2 separate regions of the Mus musculus genome follow, and region 1 is linked to region 2. The links are chromatin contacts, called in public HiChIP or PLAC-seq maps. All regions are on one chromosome and are shown on one strand. Each heading gives the region's core, a stretch centred on a gene start, on an enhancer-like site or on the middle of the called end of the contact. The rest is flanking DNA. Distances are from core to core; before and after follow the strand shown. Region 1 holds the start of Clybl (citrate lyase beta like). Region 2 overlaps Tm9sf2 (transmembrane 9 superfamily member 2).

Region 1 (4,213 bases), core at 1,119-3,618, 42 kb before region 2:
GACAATTCAACAGTCACATTCCTCAGTAATTATGTCTACACACAAACGCATGTGAAGACTTCTGCACAGTCAACAAAAACTGGACGCAGCTAAAATATCCTTCAACAGCGAACTGTCTAAACCAACTGTGGTATAGCTACACAATGGGATACTACTTGGCAATACAAAGAACTGAGCTATTAAGTCATGAGAGACATGAAGGAATTGTATATGCCTATTGTTAAAGAACCCAATCTAAAAAGACTATACACCGTATGGCTCAAATTCTTTGACACTCTAAATGAGATGGATCAGCAATAAAACTATATGTTACGTAGGCCTGACAACCTGACTTTCATCCCTGGAGCCCAGGGTGGAAGAAAATCAACTCCTGAAAATGATCCTCTGACCGCCACACATAAACTGCAGTATGTTCGTGCTAACATTCATACACACACACACACACACACTAAATAAAGTAAATGTAAAAACTAAATCGTCTGTTGGGTAGAGGGTACCTGGAAAGAATGCAGACCAAGAAAAGCACCAATTGTATACAAAAGGGCTTTGAAGAAAGAAAAGGGTGCTGACCTAAGCAACTCTAGGAATAAATGGAGCCCATGAGGCTGGAGGGAGTCTAAGCACTGTCTTCTAGTGGGTGGACATCTTCCCAATGGGTGTGGGCTAATAAATCATATGCTTGCTAGGACTGAACAATTAAGTGCCTGCGTGGTAGACAGCAGGAGCTTCCTTACAGTTGGGCCGGTGCTTTACTGACAAGCCTCAGGAAGAAGTTAGACTGCTCCCTGAGTGATGTGTTAGACCTGGAAGCGTCCTAAGGACTCATGTGTAGCTTGAGAAATAGCTACAGATGGTTCTATGTAGCAACTTTGATAGGTGTGTGTGTTCCCATCTATATTTCTTGGCTCTGTCAAGTGAGTTATGCTCCCTTCCTTGAAAGCGGAGTAATTCATATACATCCAGCATGGCCACAGAGAACTGCATGAATAACATGACAGTCTAGAGCTCAGGGCAAACGCTGGTGGGTCAGAAACAGGGATCAGGATTTCTGGTCTTGAATGGCCCCTGCGTGCTCAGCAATGGTTCAGACACTCTGAAAATAAGCAAGGAGCCTCCAGAAGTAGCCTACTGGTCCCAGACAGCACTTACATCCTCTGGTGGGTTTACTAGGACCACACTAGCACAATTGGCTCACTAAAGCCAAGTACCTGCCCTTGATAGAGATGATGCATGGTATGGGGGGCAGGGTGGTGGTGATAAAAAGGAGTTTACACTAAGCTCCAAGCCTATTAGAAGTGGTGACTGTGTGCGGTCAGGACTGGTCCTTTCACACTTCAGAAACGGAATCTCTGGGCTGGCCCAGGACCCCTCCCTTACCACCACTCAGGTTCCAGGAGTGATTTTCCTCCAGCCAGGGTGCAAGGCCACAGATGAGAAAATGAGGTGCCTAAGACCATATGGGTCCTGTCATGGGTCTGGGGTAAATCATGAAGCACAACACAAAAGATGTAAAAAACGCTAAACTGTGAACTCTGGCTCCATCGCTCCGTGGGACTTTGAGACAGTCTCTGATCCTGTTTCCTCACAATAGGCAAGACACCTTAAAGGAGAACTCAGGACACGTGCAGTTAACAGATAGGCAAGTGTCATGAGGGAGGGTCACTGTTTGTGACAATCTACAGTTCCTTTACCAACTAGTATTGCTATGTAGGCCAGGCTGGCCTCAAACTTGCTATGTAGATTAAGTGTAGCCTTTAACCTGCGTCCTCCTGCCTCCACTCCCCAAGTCATGGAATTCTTTTCAAATATCTACTCCAAAGCTGATGACGTAAGACTTAAAGTCTCTTGTTAAACCAAAGAAAACTTCAAAATATATGCTCTTTTCACCTAAAAAAAATTCAGTGTTTTTCATGAGCAGATTTTGGCAAAAGCTTTTTGGAACCCTCAGTCATTCTTGGTTGGGTAAGTGGGTCCAGAGAACAACATTTGGGAACCACTGTGCTTCACATAGGTGGGGTGAGCGTCTCAGCTACTCCAGAGCGCCCCTAAGTTAGCGCGGTACATGCCAGATGCTGACAGCCCTGCCAACCCAGTAACGTTTGTACCCATTGCCCGGGTCCACGCAAAGCCCTCCCACTGGGAGGCAGCAGCCGCAGCGACCTTGGCAGAGGTCAAGGACCGGAGGCACAGAGGTATCGGGCTAGAGTGCCCATGCAGGCTCCAGAGACCACTCTGGCTACCGCCTTCGCCGCGTGGCGGGGACAGAGAACCTGAACTCACAGCCTGGGCAGCGCCGCCGCTCCACGAACCGTGTTCCGCAGCACGCACAACGCCATCTTCCCGACTGGCCCGCCTACGCCCCGCCCTCGCCCCGCCTAGCTGGATTCGGCCACGCCCGCCCTACCAGGCTTAGCCCGGCCCCCCGCTTGCCACAGCCCAGGCCAGTCCAGCCAGACTCAGCCCCACCTTGCTTCTGCTGGCGAGGCCCCATGCAACGCTTCTCTTTCCAAAACCACGCCCGCCCTCGTTAGCCACTCCAATCCTCTGCGAGCCCTGCGCGGCTCTGCGCGGAGGCTTTGGTGACCCAATGCTCCGCCCGCTTCTGAAACGAGTTAGAGAAACTTGGGTTTTCTCTGGCAGAGAAGATTTAGGTTTCCGAGGGGCTTTTTTGCTGTTTTTATTATCAACGTGCCCCTAACACAGTCGGTGAGCCTGCGATGGTGCATAAGCTAAAAGTGGTCAAAGCAAATGGGCTCTACCTGAAAAGGTGCAGGCTTGGGACCCACACAGGCCCCTTCCCAATGCCTGCGGGTCTCCGGAAACTGAGAGAAGCTGCCATCGGTCGTCTTTCCTAATCCAGTGGTGCCCTACCTAGTGTCTGGTCCTTTCCACTCTCCACCCTCCACCATTCCTCTGTCTTCTACCTCTGCAGTTTTGATTTTGGTGGTCACTACGTTCCGTTTGTTCTGAATTGACACTCAAAGTCGTTGTCGGAAGCTGGATTAAAAAATAGACCCCAGACGGGCGTGGTGGCTCACGCCTTTAATCCCAGCACTTGGGAGGCAGGAGAATTTCTGCGTTCGAAGCCAGCCTGGTCTACAGAGTGAGTTCCAGGACAGCCAGGGCTACACAGAGAAACCCTGTCCCGAAAAACAAAAACAAAAGACCCCAGAAGTCCTTTGTAGCCAGAGTGGCAGCACAGATGCCGAATATCTGCAAGACTGAGTTATCGCTTAGTTTATGATACCAACAGGGCAGACTGTTCAAACCCTCTGTGAGGCCCCCTCACACCCACCCGGACCTCTCCTGCCTGCACCCAGTGAGGACCATCCCACTTTCCTGTCTCCACTGCGGGCCCCAGTCTGTTCCGCCAAAATGGAGCCTGAGACAAAGCAGTATCAGGAACACCCATTCCATCTCTAATTTACACATCTATATCTTGTACTAAGAGACTGAGCAGGCAAGCTTTGTCTGTCTCCAGATACTAGATCACACTCTTTGTCCTGTTACACTTCTCTATGGCCATCCATCCACCAGTAAAAACACAGGTCTGGGGGTTTGAGTTTTTAAAACTTTTGTTGTTGTTGTTGTTGTTGTTGTTGTTTGAGACAGGGTTTCTCTGTATAGCCCTGGCTGTCCTGGAACTCACTGTGTAGACCAGGCTGGCCTTGAACTCAGAAATCTGCCTGCCTCTGCCTCCCAAGTACTTGGATTAAAGGTGTGTGCCACCACCGCCCGGCCTTGAGTTTTTATTTATCAATAAAAGTCACGTAAGGCGTCAGTTACATGCACAAAAGAGTTATTGCAAGTTTTGCACCTGAGGGGGTCAGAGGGATTGAGGGGAGGTAGTGGGGGAAGACGGGTTGGGAGGGTGAAAGACTTCAGGGCAAAGTAGAGCAGGCATAAAACTTCAGGGATCTGAGAACCTCCTGGGCCCAGGTTTAAGTGGCCTAAATGCCTTTTTTAATAATATACTCGGGAGTAGAATTTAGGGCCTCAGCCAGGCAGGCAGGAGCTCTATCTACCACTGAGCTACACCCTGGCCCTAAGTGGCTGAAATCTTGGCATTGTTTCACAAATACATTTGTCCTAGATAGAAGTGAGTTATATTTTCACCACATGGCCTTGTAATTATCGTGAAAACTCAATTAACCTTCATTGTTTGTCTTATACTATCTAGCTTTGTATTGGTTCTACAGAACACCTCCTAGGA
Region 2 (3,758 bases), core at 698-3,197:
AATCAATCCCAAGAGGCCTGGCAACAGTTAGAGCAATTCTTACATGTTTGTGGTTTTTAAAAGTTCAGCTCTAAATTATAGCTAGTACAAGTAGATTTTCAATACCAAAACTTAGAGCTATATTTAATTTGAGAAAATAACCAAACAGAATGAGCTCTTCTCGACATTGTAGCCATGGGATGACCAGTAAAGCTCAGTTATAATCCAGATGCAAGGGACATCTGGAAAATGCTACTTAGTCTCACCTACAGACACACACTGTTCACATGTTTGCCTGGAAATTTAAATACTACACAGGGGACACTAGACATCACAACAATATTAGCTAAGTCAAGGCAAAACCTTTAAAGCAGAGATGGAACACGCCCCACACTTTTGATGATCATGTTTTCTTTCCTAAGCGACTTCTCTATTAACAAAAAAACATTTCTTAATATTTTAAGAAAACCAACATGAAACTCTCCATTTAAACTGATACCCTCATGCTGATTGCAAAAAATGATGGTGTTTTCCATGACTTCTGGCATGTCTGACATTTCATATCACCACCTCTGTCGATTCCTGCAGCTTGTCTCATATGCTATCTCTCGGTTGTAACACACGAAGCACAATTCTTCAAATTATGCATTTTTTTCACCTCGATTACGACTTAGTTTTAGGAATGATTATGTTGTTTGGTGCATTGACAGGCTGTTTTAAAAAGCAGCTCATTAAAAGCTTATGTACTTGATAGACTTGATCATTAGTATTTTTAATTAGATTAAGTTCTACATGTTTAAAATCAATGTCTGAATTATACTGAACATTAAAAAACAAACTCACCTCAAAACTAATAGAATAAGTATAGGCAATTTTGATCTCTCCTGAAGCCTTGTTGCTTATATCCATGGCAGGTCCAGAGCAGTCTGGTTTATCTATGTGGGTATGCTTGAAGCTGTGGGAAGATACATTTTGGCAAGATAATAAAAAAGTTCAGTTTAGAAAATGAGGTAAAATACAGGTCATAAATTTTCTCTATATTTTACAATGCAGCTAAACATTAAAAGTGACAACATTCAAACCACATTACAAAATTTGTCTCAAATCTGACTCTGTGTGGGTGTGTGCATGCACTTGTACAGTGGCTGTGGGGCCCTTGAGGCACTGGGCCTCTCCTCCTACTGTGGGGTAAGAGGCTTGAACTGAGGGTTACTTGGAAAACAGATTTACAGCAGAGTCATCTCCCTGGTCCTCATGTCACACTTCGTAACATAAACATTTATGTCACAGAAATGATTAGTTACATACTCAACTATAAGCAAAAAGTCTGACCGCTGCATTTAAAAGAACACTGAAGCCCACTCCTCCTTTAAGATAGGGTCTCGCCATGCTGCTTATTCTGGGCTTCATGTCTGGACTCAAAGACCCTCCTGCTGGGACTACAGGCATACACCACTGCACCCAGTCAATCTTATGAAACCACAGAGGGAGTTTAATTTAATTGTCATCTTAGTATGTCATGTACACCAGTAATGTGGAATGTAGCATGGCTAATTCGGTGGCAAAAAAAGTGGAAAAAATACAACCCACAACCAAAACAAGTTCATTCTCGTCTATCTGCCTCCTCCCTCCCACCTCTCACAACAGGGGTTCTCTGTGTAGCTTTGGTTGTCTTGGAACTCAGAGATCTGCCTGCCTCTGTGTCCTGAGTGCTGGAAACAGCAGGCTCCAACAGGCCTGGCTCAAAACAGGTATTTTCAAGAAAACACCTTGACAACCTCAAAAGATGCCTTTGCAAAAAGTCTCCCTGGCATGGAGACTTTAAAATGACAGGACCAACAGCCACATGAGCCTCTGAGCAGCAAAGCCACCTGTTGATGAAAAGATGTTCTTTCCACTACAAAGGAGACATTGTGCCTATAACAAACCAAAAGGCTGTGAAAATTCCTGAATGGAAAACAAAGCAAAATGCAAAGGCAAGGCAATCTGACCACTCCCATTACAGAAACGAACCACTGCTGTCTCTGAGCAGCCTACAAACCAAACCAACCACACAAACTTCACTCACTGACAGGAGTTTTCACTGTAATTAATCTGCAAATGTCAGAATTATGGTTAAGTAATAAACTACTTAATCTCAAAATACACTTCCCCTTTGGACCTAGGTTTTACTTATATTTGTTTATTAGGAGGGTTGAGGTACATAATCTCACTCTTTGGGGCAGGCTAGCTTGGAACTCACAATGTAACCTAGGCCAGCCTTGTACTCACTGTAATCCTCCTGCCTCAGGCTCCCCAAGTGCTAGGATTGTAAGTATGAGCCACCACACCTGGCTGCAATAGGGTTGTTTGTTGTTTTAAACCTTCTTCTATATTTACCTTTTTGGTTCAAGTTTAGCAGCCACTAATCTTGCTCCCATAGACCCAGTTTCAACAACATGATAATATATCTTGATGTCAACATGATTGAAGATGTAGAAAGTGTCTCTCTCGTGGAATTCTGACTGTGAAACAGAACTTAGTTAAACACACAACACAGCTACAGGACAACCAAGCACAGTGTTCCACAAACTGCTATAGTAACAAATAGACACTTAAATTCAGATGGAATTTTATTTCTTCCCCATTACAATGCTAAGTTTTAAGGTAGAGGTCCTCATAAGCCAAATTAATGCCAAGGTTTTAATTTTTTCATAAAATTAATAAATATCTGCTTAAAAGATTAAGTAATATTTTCTAGCTTTTACTTAAAATATGTTAAAAAAAAAAGAAGTGACATTATAAATATGTTAAACTGCCCATATTTAAGCAAACCTTTCTAAAATTTTGTAAAACTGTTCAGGATTACAAGTAACAACCTAAGCTTCTCAACTCTCACACGAGGGCTCATGAACTAAGGAGATGATGTTAACTTAGATCACATCAGTGAGAGAGTGAATCAGGTTGCCTGGGTATATGGAAACCTTATACGCCCAATATTAGTAATAACAAAGTAATACAAAATTAGTGACTATTATGTGTTGATCTTAATAACAATTCTATATTGTCTCTTCTAACATTTTCTTCATACATAAAAGCAAGGCTTCAAAGAAAAACAGGTTTGATAAAAAGTGTATTCTGAAATTTCTGCGATACAAATTTACAAACTTAGAGACACCCTTCTAACTCTCCAGTGTCTACATGCTCTTAATTACGATTTATGCGTCAGACATTTCTCCTGCAGTGCTGCTCCTATTCTTAGAAGTTTTTCTTACTTTTCCTTAATACTTTTATGTTTTCTCTATAACAAGGTTTACAGATGTAACTTTTTACAGGCTGTATTTTTATTTTGTATGTGTGCACACATGTATGGGGGCCAGAGGACAAGCTCAGGGAGTCAGTCATCTCCTTCTCCACGAGATCCTGGGACCTGAACCCAGGTCATCACGTACCTTTACCTCCTGAAACATCTCACTGACCCTGTGTCTAGCTTTTTTTTTCCCCCTAAAGTAGAAAAATGCTTTAAGTAGTTTTTTTTTTTTAAAAAAGATTTGTTTATTTATTTCATATGAGTGCTCTATCTGCATGTATACCCACATGCCAGAAGAGGGTATCAGGATCCTATTACAGAGGGTTGTGAGTCACCATGTGGTTGCTGGGAATTGAACTCAGGACTTCTGAAAGAGCAGCCAGTGCTCTTAACTGCTGGGCCATCTCTCCAGCCCCTGAATCTAACTTTTTAATAATAATAATAAAAAAAAGCCAGGTAGTGGTGGCGCACGCCTTTAATCCCCTCACTT

Evidence for each region. HiChIP or PLAC-seq counts read pairs in DNA pulled down with a chosen protein or histone mark.
Region 1: an H3K27ac HiChIP or PLAC-seq map of embryonic stem cells shows a contact between it and region 2, with 6 read pairs. The contact joins the promoter of Clybl here to the enhancer-like site in region 2. A contact is called at or near these places in 1 of 39 promoter capture datasets (macrophages), 2 of 15 datasets of contacts at CTCF or cohesin (CD8 T cells and the G1E-ER4 cell line), 2 of 484 Hi-C or Micro-C datasets (the HPC-7 cell line and pre-B cells), 3 of 115 datasets of contacts at active chromatin or transcription factors (embryonic fibroblasts and embryonic stem cells) and 1 of 9 other capture datasets (embryonic stem cells).

Annotation. Positions count from the first base shown.
Region 1 is chr14:122,179,849-122,184,061 of GRCm38.p6, reverse strand. It overlaps Clybl (citrate lyase beta like), which reads right to left and starts at 2,368. Exons shown (of 8, transcript NM_029556.3): 1 at 2,281-2,368. The coding sequence starts at 2,336.
Region 2 is chr14:122,138,375-122,142,132 of GRCm38.p6, reverse strand. Tm9sf2 (transmembrane 9 superfamily member 2) reads right to left here. Exons shown (of 17, transcript NM_080556.3): 6 at 2,359-2,483; 7 at 823-934. Among named protein-coding and RNA genes, the nearest start is that of Tm9sf2, 33 kb to the right of the region's middle. Within about 2 kb of position 1,947, at least 5 of the 459 cell types and tissues checked have an H3K27ac peak or open chromatin away from gene starts, as enhancers often do. A contact at or near this core is called in embryonic stem cells, where this site is marked.